2 separate regions of the Mus musculus genome follow, and region 2 is linked to region 1. A link is a contact called in public promoter capture Hi-C data. All regions are on one chromosome and are shown on one strand. The core of a region is the stretch at or near the end of the contact, and the rest is flanking DNA. Distances in the headings are between cores, read along the strand shown.

Region 1 (5,687 bases), core at 2,038-4,537:
GCTCACAACCATCTATAACTTCAGTTCCAGGAACCCTAACATCCTCTTTGCAAAGCACCAGGTATGCAGGTGGCACATAGACATGTGTGTTTGGATAATCATCCATACATAGAAACCAGAAGTAAATCCATCTTTTAAATCCACGGTACGGTGGCATGAGCCTGTGAGTGCAGTTGCTGTGAGACGATACATAGATGTTGGATCCCCTGGAGCTGTAGTTACAGGTGATTGTGAACAGCCTGATGTGTGTGCTTGGAAATGGGCTCTGCAAGAGCAGATGTGCTCTGAGCGTCTGAGTTCTAGAGCCAAGTATGGGAAGCTGTCACTGGTGACTGATCCAGGTTGGCGGTGTCTTGGGCCCCTTGATGGCAGCTCCCACAGCAGTGGACTGAGCTCTGTGGCTTTTGTCTCTGCCAGCGTGGGTCATCAGCCATGGCTCTGCTCTGAGTGGCTGTCTTCTTTCCATAGGAGTCCTCTGAGGTTACTGGGCCTCAGGTGGAGTAAAAGTCACCTCCCCTCCAACCCCACAGAGAAGGGCCTTCGAATACCTTCATTTGAATAATCTACAGAAACCTGGGAAAGGTTGAGGCTGCTCTGGTGTTTGGGATGGCTTTGCAGAGTGGGGATTATTCGCTGTTCTCCGCTAGCTGTTTTCTGAACAAATGGATCTCATCTGCCTCCCAGTTGCCACCCCCTGTCAGGGTAGTTGCCTCTGGGGTGGACATGAGACTTAAATCGGGCCAGTCAATGGGAGTCTTTGAGGCTATACATTCTAGAAATTTCTAACCTGACCACAGTGAAACTGTAAAGATGGGGTACCCAGCAATCCAGCCAGGATTGACTGTGCTCCCCCTTTCTGGGCATAGAGGAACCAATTGCCTGGGTTTTCCTACAGTGTCCAAACCTGAGACCCACCTCCTTGGGTCCCAGGAAATTTTCCATGGGAGAATGGCTGCTTTGCCTGCATCTCCAGGTGAGATGTGAGTTGTGGGAGGCATGAGGAGAAACTAGAAGTGTTGAGGCATCCTTCCCCCATGTTTCCTGGATGTCTCACAAAGTGCTCACCTTCCTCCCCTGACACAGGGTCTGACCTCCAAACCCACTATGTAGCTGAGCATGGCCTTGAACTCCTCACCTTCCTGCCTCTACCTCCCAAATGCTGGGATCACAGGTGTGCGGCCTCACTGCCAGTTTATGCAGTGTTGGGGATTGAACCCAGAGCTGCGTGCATGCTAGACAAGCACTCTACCCATTGAGCTGGGCTCTGGGACTGTAAGATGGATCAGTTTGTGCTGATTATGACGCACTAGCCTGGTTAGGACAGGCTTGCTCAGCATGTCTAGAGCATGAAGGGCGATGCCTGCTTTGGCCCTAGGGGTCTCTATGGTTACCGCCACTCTGGGCTACTTCCACTGCAGAGGAGGAGCCCCTAATTCCCTGACAGGAAGCACACAGGGTACACAGAGATAGATACAATGACCACTGCAAAGATATTCAAGGCCAAATGCTTAGGCAAAACAAACAAACAAACAACAAAAAAACCCCAACACTTTTTAATTTATGATTTATTTGTTTATTTATATGCTTTGGTGTTTTGCCTGGATTTATGTTTGTGTGAGGGTGTCAGATCCCCTGGAACTGGAATTATAGACAATTGTGAGCTGCCATGTGGGTGCTGGGAATTGAATCCAGGTCCTCTGGAAGAGCAGCCAGTACTCTCAACTGCTGAGCCATCTCTCCAGCCCCAAGCCTTGGAAATTCTTAACGCATGAGCTCTGCTCTGTAAATAAGCGAGCTAGAAGCCACACGTGGGAATGACACCTCCTGCTATCTTTAAACTCTTATCAAAGGGCAGGCTTAAAGATGGCTTGCTTTGGTTTTCAGGAAGGGATTAAAAACAACTGCAGCTTTTATTAGCATGATTTAAATGCTCATAATAACATCCTCGCTTTGAGCTGCCCACTGCGCTTCATCATAAACATAAAGCCCAGGGCTTGTCTGTAGGTAGATCAGTGTGGTTACACAGGGTGGTTTTCTGTTCTTCTGGAAATGAATTGATGTCTCTGCCTGTTTCCACCTGAGCACTGTGTTTTCTGTGCTGTCCTTAAACAACCAACTTATTTTTTCACCACAGGTTTCCTGGTATGTGTTTTATGACCTTATAGCCCTTCGGTCAACAGTTCAGAGCCAAGCAAGGCAGAACAACAGCAGATCCACTGGAAATGGAGCAGAGAGCCACTGTATGGGTGCTAGAAATCAAAGCTGGGTCCTCTTTAAGAGCATCAAGTGCCCTTAATGGCTGAGATCTCTCTAGTCCCTTGATAATATTAATTGAGGCGAGGAGATCCACTGTGGGTGGAACCATTCCCTAGACAGGGCATTCTGAACTGTATAAGAAGAGGAAGCAAGCTGAGTATAGGCATGCTTGTATTTTCTACTACTCTTCCGACTATAGATCTGTGGGCTGGTTTCCTCAAACTCCTGCAGCCATGATGGACGGTAGCCTGGAACCGTGAGCTAAAGTGGACCTTTTCTCTCTCAAGTTGTTTTTATCAGGGTGTTTTTATTCTGTCTCTAGACACATAGCTAAACAAATAGAAGGTAGGTTTGCAAAGACGTAATGGCTTTGTAGGTTGTTTACCTCTGGCCTGGAGTCAAGGAAGCCAAGACTGATCTTTAGATCTTAATCTCAGGAATACTTTCTTGCATAGCTGTTTCTAGAAGCTATGGTCCATGGAGCACCAATTCCTACCTGCCTCTTGAGGGGCACACTTTCCACTCTGGGAGATGCTGGCACAGAAGCAGTCCAATGGTACCACCCACCCTCCCTGGTTCAGCATCCAGTCACCCCAGCTGGGGACCCCAGAAGAGGAAGCACCTGCTCGCCCTGACTTGAAGCTGCAGATCGCTTGCCGTCCAAAATGAGTCACGGAGGCACCGTGGAATGGATTTTACTCATCCCCCAGGCATGGACTCTTGGAAGACTCCAGAGTGACTAGCTTCAAGTGTTCTGTCTCAGGCACAGGGAATTTCATCCCTCTCTGAGTCTGCAGTCACTTCCCCTCTGGATACTTCCTGTTTCTGGGAGCAGGCAGCCTGCCAGGCAGGGCTCAGCCTCGGAGCAGACGGGCGGAGACATCCTTCCTCTTATTTCTAGTACTGAATCCCATCTTCCTTCCCTGTCAGAGATATCTATCGCAGCTCTCCGCCCTTCCCAGGTCCCTGCACCCACCGTGGGAGAGCGCAGAGGAACATAGTTTCATCTGCAACTCTGACCTTTGGCAGGTGCTTAGCAACCATTATTGATCACTGGCTTCTTGGGCACAGATAATCAGGAAAAGATCTAGGGCAAGGGTCCATTCATTCACTGACTTAATAAATATTTGTTAAATAACTACTATGTTCCGGGCCCTGTTCAAGATGCTGGGCTATGGCAGTAAACAAAGCCTATCCACCAATGTCCTCATAGCGACTATGTCCCACTGGGAGGGACAATTGGGAATCTAAACAGAAATGTAAAACATTATAGCATGCAAAATAGTGATAAATGCTAAGTAGAGAGGACAAAGCTGGGGGGGGGGAATATGAATTCTGGGTATGAGGGAAGTATAAATTATTAAATGGGGTGGCCGAGGAAGCTTTTGCTGCAAAGGGAATTTTGAGCAAACATTTGGAGAAGAGGAGAGAGGGAATTGGGGTGGGGGGGAGGCCAAGAGTCTTCTGGGAAAGGGAAAGAGTACATGCAAAGGCCCTGGGGTTGCGGATGTTCATGTGTGGACAGGTTGGCGAATAAGAGAAAGGATAGGGAGCTGAATAGAGTGTGTGAGGAGGGGGAAGATGCAGGAATTAAAACCAGAGAGGCTTCTCTATGGTAGCGTGGACTTTGGCTTTTACTCTACACTGCACGGGAAAGGAAAGCACTGGCTTTTAATTGAGATGTCCGTAAAGGGATTCTTGGAGAGCTGGAGTGACAGTTACCCGAAGATGGTGAGGACAGGATGTGGAATCAGGGAGACCAGTCCAGGGAGAGATTGGTGGCTTGGGCCACTGGTGGTGGCAGTGAGAGTGATAGGCAGATTAGAGAGGTCATAGGACCTGCTGGTGGGCTCAGATGTAGGGTGTGTGAAAACACACGGAGACAAAGGTAACACTTGCGAGGCTGAGGCAGGAGGATCACATGTTTGAAGCTATTCTAAATTATGTACCCAGACCAGTTTGGATTATATAGTGAGACCCTGTCAGTAAATAAGGGCAAGTGAGCTGGCTCAGTGGGTAAAGTGCCAAGCCTGAAGACATGATTTGACCCCTAGACCCCATATGGTGAAATGAGAGAACCAATTCCCCAAAGTTGTCTTCTGACCTCCACATTTACAACAGGATACATACACGCTCTTCCCCTCCCTCCAATTTATAAAAAACAAACAAAAAAAACCCCATCAACAAATAAAATAATATAAAAATAAAAAGAGGGCTGCGAACGGAGCTCAATAGTAGAGCATTTGCCTACCATGTGTGAGTCCCTGGCTCACATCCTAGTACCACAAACAATAAGAATACTGCAAACCAGTGGTCACCTTTCCATCACTAGAACAAAATACATGAGGTTGGGGCCTGGGGATGCAGCTCAGTGGGTTAGCTGAGCACACACAGAGTCCTAGGTTCGATCCCTGCCAATGCATAAGTTAGGTGTGGTAGTGCACACCTGGAGTCCCAGGACTTGAGAAGTAGAGGCAGGAGGATCAGAAATTACAGGCCATCTTCAGCTACATTATGAATCTGAGACCAGCCTGGACTACATGAAAACCAAAAAGGAAGCCCGAAGGTCAGTCAAGGAAAACCATCCATTAGATCGGGTGAGACTGTGGAATGAACGGCAGCTCTGCATCTTGGGAAGCCCTTTAAATCACTCTAGCAGGAGTGAAGGACTCCAGTGCTCCCTTTCTTTAGCAGCTAGGCATTTAGGAGCAAGATGGAGTAGGGAGGGATGCTGGGTGGGCACTTGACAGGGCTTCAGAACTAAGGGAAGATGGAGTTACTGAGTGGGGACCAAGGAGAGGCCACAGTATCAGCTTTTAGAGGAAGTAGCTGCCTGGTCTGGGAGTCTCCCCCTGATCCTGTCTACACAGTGGGCCAGCACTGCTCCAGTTAAAATAACAACTTCTTCTTCTTCTTCTTCTTCTTCTTCTTCTTCTTCTTCTTCTTCTTCTTCTTCTTCTTCTTCTTCTTCTTCTTCTTCTTCTTCTCCTTCTCCTTCTCCTTCTCCTTCTCCTTCTCCTTCTTCTTCTTCTTCTTCTTCTTCTTCTTCTTCCTTCTCCTTCTCCTTCTCCTTCTCCTTCTCCTTCTCCTTCTCCTTCTCCTTCTCCTTCTCCTTCTCCTTCTCCTTCTCCTTCTCCTTCTCCTTCTCCTTCTTCTCCTCCTCCTCCTCCTCCTTCTCCTCCTCCTCCTCCTCCTCCTCCTCCTCCCTCCTTCTTCCTCCTCCTCTTCTTCTTCCTCTTCTTCCTCCTCCTCTTCCTCTCCACCCCCTTGTAATATTGGAGATGTCATTACCTCCATTGCCCTCTCTGTGGTTTTGGGGATAGGGACAGGAGCATTTGGCCCACGCCTGCCTGAAGCTGCACCTGCAGCCATGAAGCTGCTTCCTGGATATTTTAAAGGGTTTCTTGAGTCTCAGTGACCCACATCCAGCC
Region 2 (5,687 bases), core at 2,258-4,757, 120 kb after region 1:
GCTACCATGCCTAGCTATAATTTACTTTTACTGATCAGAGTATATGAAAGAAAATGGGATATTTTATTCTGACGTAGTGCATATCTTACTTTCACTGTGCTCAAACAGGAACCAGTACTGAAATGTTAGAAGAAGTATGCATGAGAAGTGCTCAGGCAAGAAGGCTGTTTACAGAGGCTGTAGCTTGACCAGAAGCTGAGACTGAGCAGGCTACTTCTGTGTTGCCATCCTATTTCATACAGCTGATAACAGTGACTGACAGAAATCTCAGTAGCACTTTCTGTGTGTAAAGTGTTGTTCTTGCATGTATTAAGTTTCTTCCTGGTAAATATTTCTCCAGATGAGGGAACAAGCAGAGGTTGACTCTCTATAATTTTCCCAACTTGAAGTGCTCCTAGATTCAGACCTATCAGTGCTTTGGTTTCTGATCATGTCTGTACTGCATGGTTTTTGTACCACATTTGCATCTTTTACTTTGATTTCTCTCTAGTTGCCCATTTTCTCCCAACCTCATTACTTACTGGCATTGTCTTCTGAGGAAACAAGGGAGGAAAGGGAGCGTCATCATCAGGAAAGCAGCAGTGTGTCTTTGTCACCAGTTTTGGGAAAGATACTTGGGTAGTGGTAGAACAACAGACCGTGGCTTCTTTGAATCCTGAGAACAAAGTTGTATCCACAGAGTAACTCAATTTAGAATCTCTAAATAAATACTACCTGCTCTGCTTTCTTCATTCATTAATGTGTGCAATAAATATTGTGCTAAATGTTAGAATAGAATAAAACTAATAGAGGTCAGGGATGATTTTGGGAAATATTCTTGCTTCATTAATTTTTTTAGGGGTAGATTCAATAGGATAAATTAAATGAGAACTGGCTACTACTTGTTTAGAATAATACAAAAGAACCCATTTAATATGTGTCTTTGTTGCTGCTTTGAAAAAAATTGGGGGTGGGGAGGTTGTCTCTTTCCACCACCCTCCCCCAACAGGCTCTTCTTGATCTGGCCATTCTAGAACTCACCACGTAGACCAGGCTGACTTTGAACTCAGAGGTCCACCATTCTCTGTCTCCCTAGTCCTGGGATCAAAGGCGTGCGCCACTATGTCTAGCACTTTTAATATTTATGATTACCTTGTCAGAGTCATTATGTTAATAGACCTTGTTTGTTTGTTTGTTTGTTTTTCGAGACAGGGTTTCTCTGTGTAGCCCCTGTGAACATGATGGTATAGCTGTGCCCTAAATAAATAAATGAATGTATTAAAATATTTTTATTTTTCGTGGGTAGTAAGTTCAGATCAATCTTTTACTAACTCTATGAGCACTGGTAAACCCTTGTTAGTACTGACTTTATTTACCCATCTGTTCACCCTCCCTGGCCTTGATTTCCTTATGGGATACCCCAGTAAAGTCATGGGCCTAACACTTGGTTCGTCTTCTTTTTTTTTTTTTTTTGGTTTTTTGGTTTTTCGAGACAGGGTTTTTCTGTGTAGCCCTGGCTGTCCTGGAACTCACTCTGTAGACCAGGCTGGCCTCGAACTCAGAAATCCACCTGTCTCTGCCTCCCGAGTGCTGGGATTAAAGGCGTGCGCCACCACCACCTGGCTGATGGTATTTTAATTTGCATTTTGTCGTGATATTTATTTGGAGGTAGGTTTAGCTTTGTTGCATAAGCCTGTTGCAACTGGTCTTATCCAGGTTGCCTTTGTTGTTTTCCTGCCTGGGCTTCTCAAGTGCTGGATCCTTTTTTCTCTTTTTTAAAGATTTATTTATTTGTATTTATATGAGTACACTGTAGCTGTCTTCAGACATACCAGAAGAATACATTGGACCTCATTACAGATGGTTGTGAGCCACCATGAGTTGCTGGGAATTGAACTCAAGACCTCTGGAAGAGCAGCCAGTGCTCTTAACCACTGAGCCATCTCTCCAGCCCAAGTGCTGGATTCTTTGATTTTCTTTTCCTCCTATTGTGGTGAGCTTCTTGTGTGTGTTATTTTGAGTCAGGGTATCACTGAGTTCCCAGTCTGGTCCTGAACTCTCTCTGTGGCCTTAGCAGCCCCTGATTCTGTGCTTTAGGTGCCTACACCACCAGACCTGGCTTGACTCATTGCTACCTTATTTGATAGCACTAATAGACAGGGTCTTTGAGAGCCCCCTGTGGCCTTAAACTTACTAAGTAGCAGAAGATGACCTGGCTTCTAATATGGGGTACCATGCCTGGCTTATAATGTGGTTTTTATTCCTTTGTATAATTTTTTAAGCCTATCCAGTTGGGGGAGTTGGGGGGAAGAAGGGTGGGTAAGTGTCTCTGTGGCAACAATGTTCTTGGAGTAAATACTTTGGCTGTTATCCAAATAATAAAATCTTGAAGTTAGTTTAACTATTAGTCTGACTTTTAGGGAGCTGTTATGTATGAATTATAACCTTAACAAACATTTTGTAGATTGCTTTGATTCTAAAGGGTTTCTTCGTTTTTTACTTTTTGTTTTGTTTTGTTTTTTCCTGTTTCAACATTTTAGGAAGTGAGGGGGAAATGTAGATTGCTATACAAATCATGTAGAGGGCAATTATCTAAGCCAGGAAAAAATAGAGTAGGCAAGTTAAATTTTAGAGTGCAGTCTTGAATTTAAACTAAAAGAGTTGGGGATTACTTTTTTGAGAGAAGCAGTGAGGTAGACTTGTGTGTAGTGTGCACATTGAGAGCAGCCTGCAGTTGTATTGTGGCTACCGGAATCTCCCTCAGTTCTCTCCTTCAGAGTTTTTCCTGAGATACTGTGGTTACTCTCTGTAAAGGGATGTTTTTGATGTTATGCAGTTAAATTGTTCCTGTATTTGATACCTCACCATATAATCTGTAAGTGTCAAGATACAACATTATTAAACTATTGCAAAATATTGTCACTAGGACTCAGTAAATCTCGTAGCCAAGGATACATATCCTTTGCCCAAACCCCAATTTTGAAAAGGAATCTTGTATGGCTGGAAAGATGGCTCAGCGGTTAAGAGCACTGGTTATTCTTTCAGAGGTTCTGAGTTCAATTCTCAAACCATCTGTAATGAGATCTGCCCTTTTCTGGTGTGTCTGAAGACAGCTACTTATACACATAAAATGAATACATCTTTAAAAAAAAAGAAAAAAAGATCTTGCTTGAAAGGCATACTTTATACATTCAGTCCTCTCTTCACCAGTGAGAAAAACGGAGCCTCAGGCAGTTTCCCTGCTTTCCCAGAGGTACATAAAGGTGCTGCAGCTGGGCTTTGAGCTCAGCCTGACTGGAGGATCTTTCCCCCTTCCTCTTCCTGTTCTCACCCTTTAACACTATGCCTGATATTTTTAATGCCATGACAGAAACTCTACCTTATAATTAAAGAAAACTTTTAAAAGTAACTATGAACAAAGATTACAACTTGAATCTTTTCTGTTTGTCAGGCTTACCTAGTTCAAGAGAATAATTTGCTTAGTAAGGACTCTGGACATTGTCCGAGGCCTTGCAGGCTGCAGATTGGCATCCCAACTGTTGTCTGACCAGTGTTGACATCATCCCTTATATAACCGCACCTTACGTACCCTGGCATAGCTGAGGAGGCAGGCTGCTTCACTGTTTTTTATTTTTGTGGTTTAGACAGAATCAGGTGTGGGGGGGAAGGTCTCCACTGCACTGCCAGTTTAGGCTTCTATTTGGTTCTTCCAGAAAAACACTCTAGATGATGGGATTTATTGCACCTGCCTGAGCTTTAAATTAGGTGATGGTATGCTGTAGAGGAAATGGTATCTGAGCAGTTCTTCTTAGCATCTGCATAAGGCTTTGTGAATAGAGCCTCAGTAACCAGTTCTATGGGGCTGCTGATCTGCCTCATAAGGCTTAGACATTGATAGATTTCTCTTATAGGCTAATGCTGACTTAAATGTAGAATTGCAACCTTGTATGTTCTAAAGTACTTTGATAACATTTCTGTTTACTTACAGTCGTCAGAACCAGTTGAAAGACCAACAGCAACAGCAAGTGGTGCCATTGTGTCCCGATGACACTGAGTGTCTGACAGTGCCAAGATACAAGCGAGATTTGGTTCAAAAACTAAAAATCTTGCGGCAAGAACTTTCCCAACAGCAGCCTCAAGCTGGCCACTGCCGTATTGAGGTGTCTAGGGAAGAGATTTTTGAGGTAAATATATAATCCTTAATTCCAATTAGAAGAAAATTAAATTTAGTGATTTGCTCTTTTTTTTTTTTCCCTTTGTTTTGAGACAGTCTCACTGTGTAGCTCTGGCTAGCCTGGACCTGTTTGTATTGACCAGGCTGTTCGCAAACATCTGCCTCTGCCTCCCTCCCTCAAAGACTGAAATTAAAGGCATGTACCATCATGCCTGGACTTTGCTTTACTCTTTTTCTATTAGTTTATTTATGTATATATATTTTTAATCTATGAATATTCTGTATATACAGAAGAGAGCATCAGATCCCGTTACAGATGGTCGTGAGCCACTGTGTGGTTGCTGGGAATTGAACTCAGGCAGTTCAATTCCTTTGGCAGAGTAGCCAGTGCTCTTAACCACTGAGTCATCTCTCCAGGCCCCTTTTACTCTTTCTAAGAATACACTTTTGGAGCTCTTATCTGATTGGAGTAAAGGTATTTTCGTTCTTTTCTTTTTTTCTTTTATTTTTCTTTCCTTCCTTATTTTCTTTTTTTGCTTCTCTCTCTCTCTCCCCCTCCCATGTGTGTGTGTGTGTGTGTGTGTGTGTGTCTGTCTGTCTGTCTGTCTGTCCCCGTTTAGCCATGGCTGTCCTGAGCTCACTCTGTAGACTAGGCTGGCCTCAAACTTCAGAGATCTGCCTCCTGATGAGCTTTTTACAGTGTCATTTGTAAAAAGAACTTCTTCCCACTTGGAAAACACTAAATAATAATAGGTGATGCTTGTGCACTGGAAGGATCCAGAGGTCCAGGGTTCCCAGTCTTGGGAGGCAAAGGAGTCTTCATTAGAGGCTGTTAGTGCACTCGGGCCAGGATCATAGTCATGGCCAAGGCTGCAATCTTGGAGCTCATGGAGAGAAGTAAGGCTTGAAATGATAAGTAGATCCTGTTACCATGGTGGGCTTTGTGGTCAAGAATTGGGTGCTAGAGAAACAGCTCAGCTGTCAAAAGTACTTGTTCTTCCAGAGGACTTGAATTCAGTTACAGCATCCATGTCAGATGGTTCACAACCACCTATAAATCAAGATTCAAGGATGCAGTGGCCTCAGTGGACACCAACACATGCAATTGAGTAAAAATAAAAATAAATCTTTAATAAGGAGTTGGGGGCAGGGGGAGCTGGAGAGATAGTTAAGAGCCCTGACTGCTCTTCCAGAGGTCCTGTGTTTAATCCCAGCAGCCACATGGCTCACAGCTCTCTGTAATGGGATCTGATGCCCTCTTCTGGTGTGTCTGAAGACAGCTACAGTGTACTCGTATACATAAAATAAATAATTCTTTAAAAAAAAAAAATCAGGTCCCTAGGCAGAGATTCTTTTTCTTGTCTATCAGCCTCCAAAAATAAATTCTTGGGGTGGTCTTCATGATTAAGGTTGTAAAGATTAATAAGGCAGTCTTACATTGGCTAGTGGATGGGTTCAAGGCATTTGTTGGCCATTGGAGACTACAGTGGTCACATTGATGTTAGTGCTAGGTACACCAGTAAGATAGCCACCA

The links. Capture Hi-C pulls out chosen DNA fragments and counts their contacts.
Region 2: a promoter capture Hi-C map of liver shows a contact between it and region 1. The contact joins two enhancer-like sites. A contact is called at or near these places in 2 of 15 datasets of contacts at CTCF or cohesin (CD8 T cells and the NIH/3T3 cell line), 15 of 484 Hi-C or Micro-C datasets (the Ba/F3 cell line, the G1E-ER4 cell line, bone marrow-derived macrophages and 5 more), 10 of 115 datasets of contacts at active chromatin or transcription factors (the HPC-7 cell line, the NIH/3T3 cell line, T-cell acute lymphoblastic leukemia and 5 more) and 4 of 9 other capture datasets (adipose tissue, embryonic stem cells, liver and 1 more).

The regions. Positions count from the first base shown.
Region 1 is chr11:106,954,966-106,960,652 of GRCm38.p6, reverse strand. No RefSeq gene overlaps it. Among named protein-coding and RNA genes, the nearest start is that of Smurf2, 37 kb to the right of the region's middle. Within about 2 kb of position 3,287, at least 106 of the 459 cell types and tissues checked have an H3K27ac peak or open chromatin away from gene starts, as enhancers often do. A contact at or near this core is called in hepatocytes and liver, where this site is marked.
Region 2 is chr11:106,840,076-106,845,762 of GRCm38.p6, reverse strand. Smurf2 (SMAD specific E3 ubiquitin protein ligase 2) reads left to right here. Exons shown (of 19, transcript NM_025481.3): 11 at 3,968-4,163. Among named protein-coding and RNA genes, the nearest start is that of Cep95, 54 kb to the right of the region's middle. Within about 2 kb of position 3,507, at least 4 of the 459 cell types and tissues checked have an H3K27ac peak or open chromatin away from gene starts, as enhancers often do. A contact at or near this core is called in hepatocytes and liver, where this site is marked.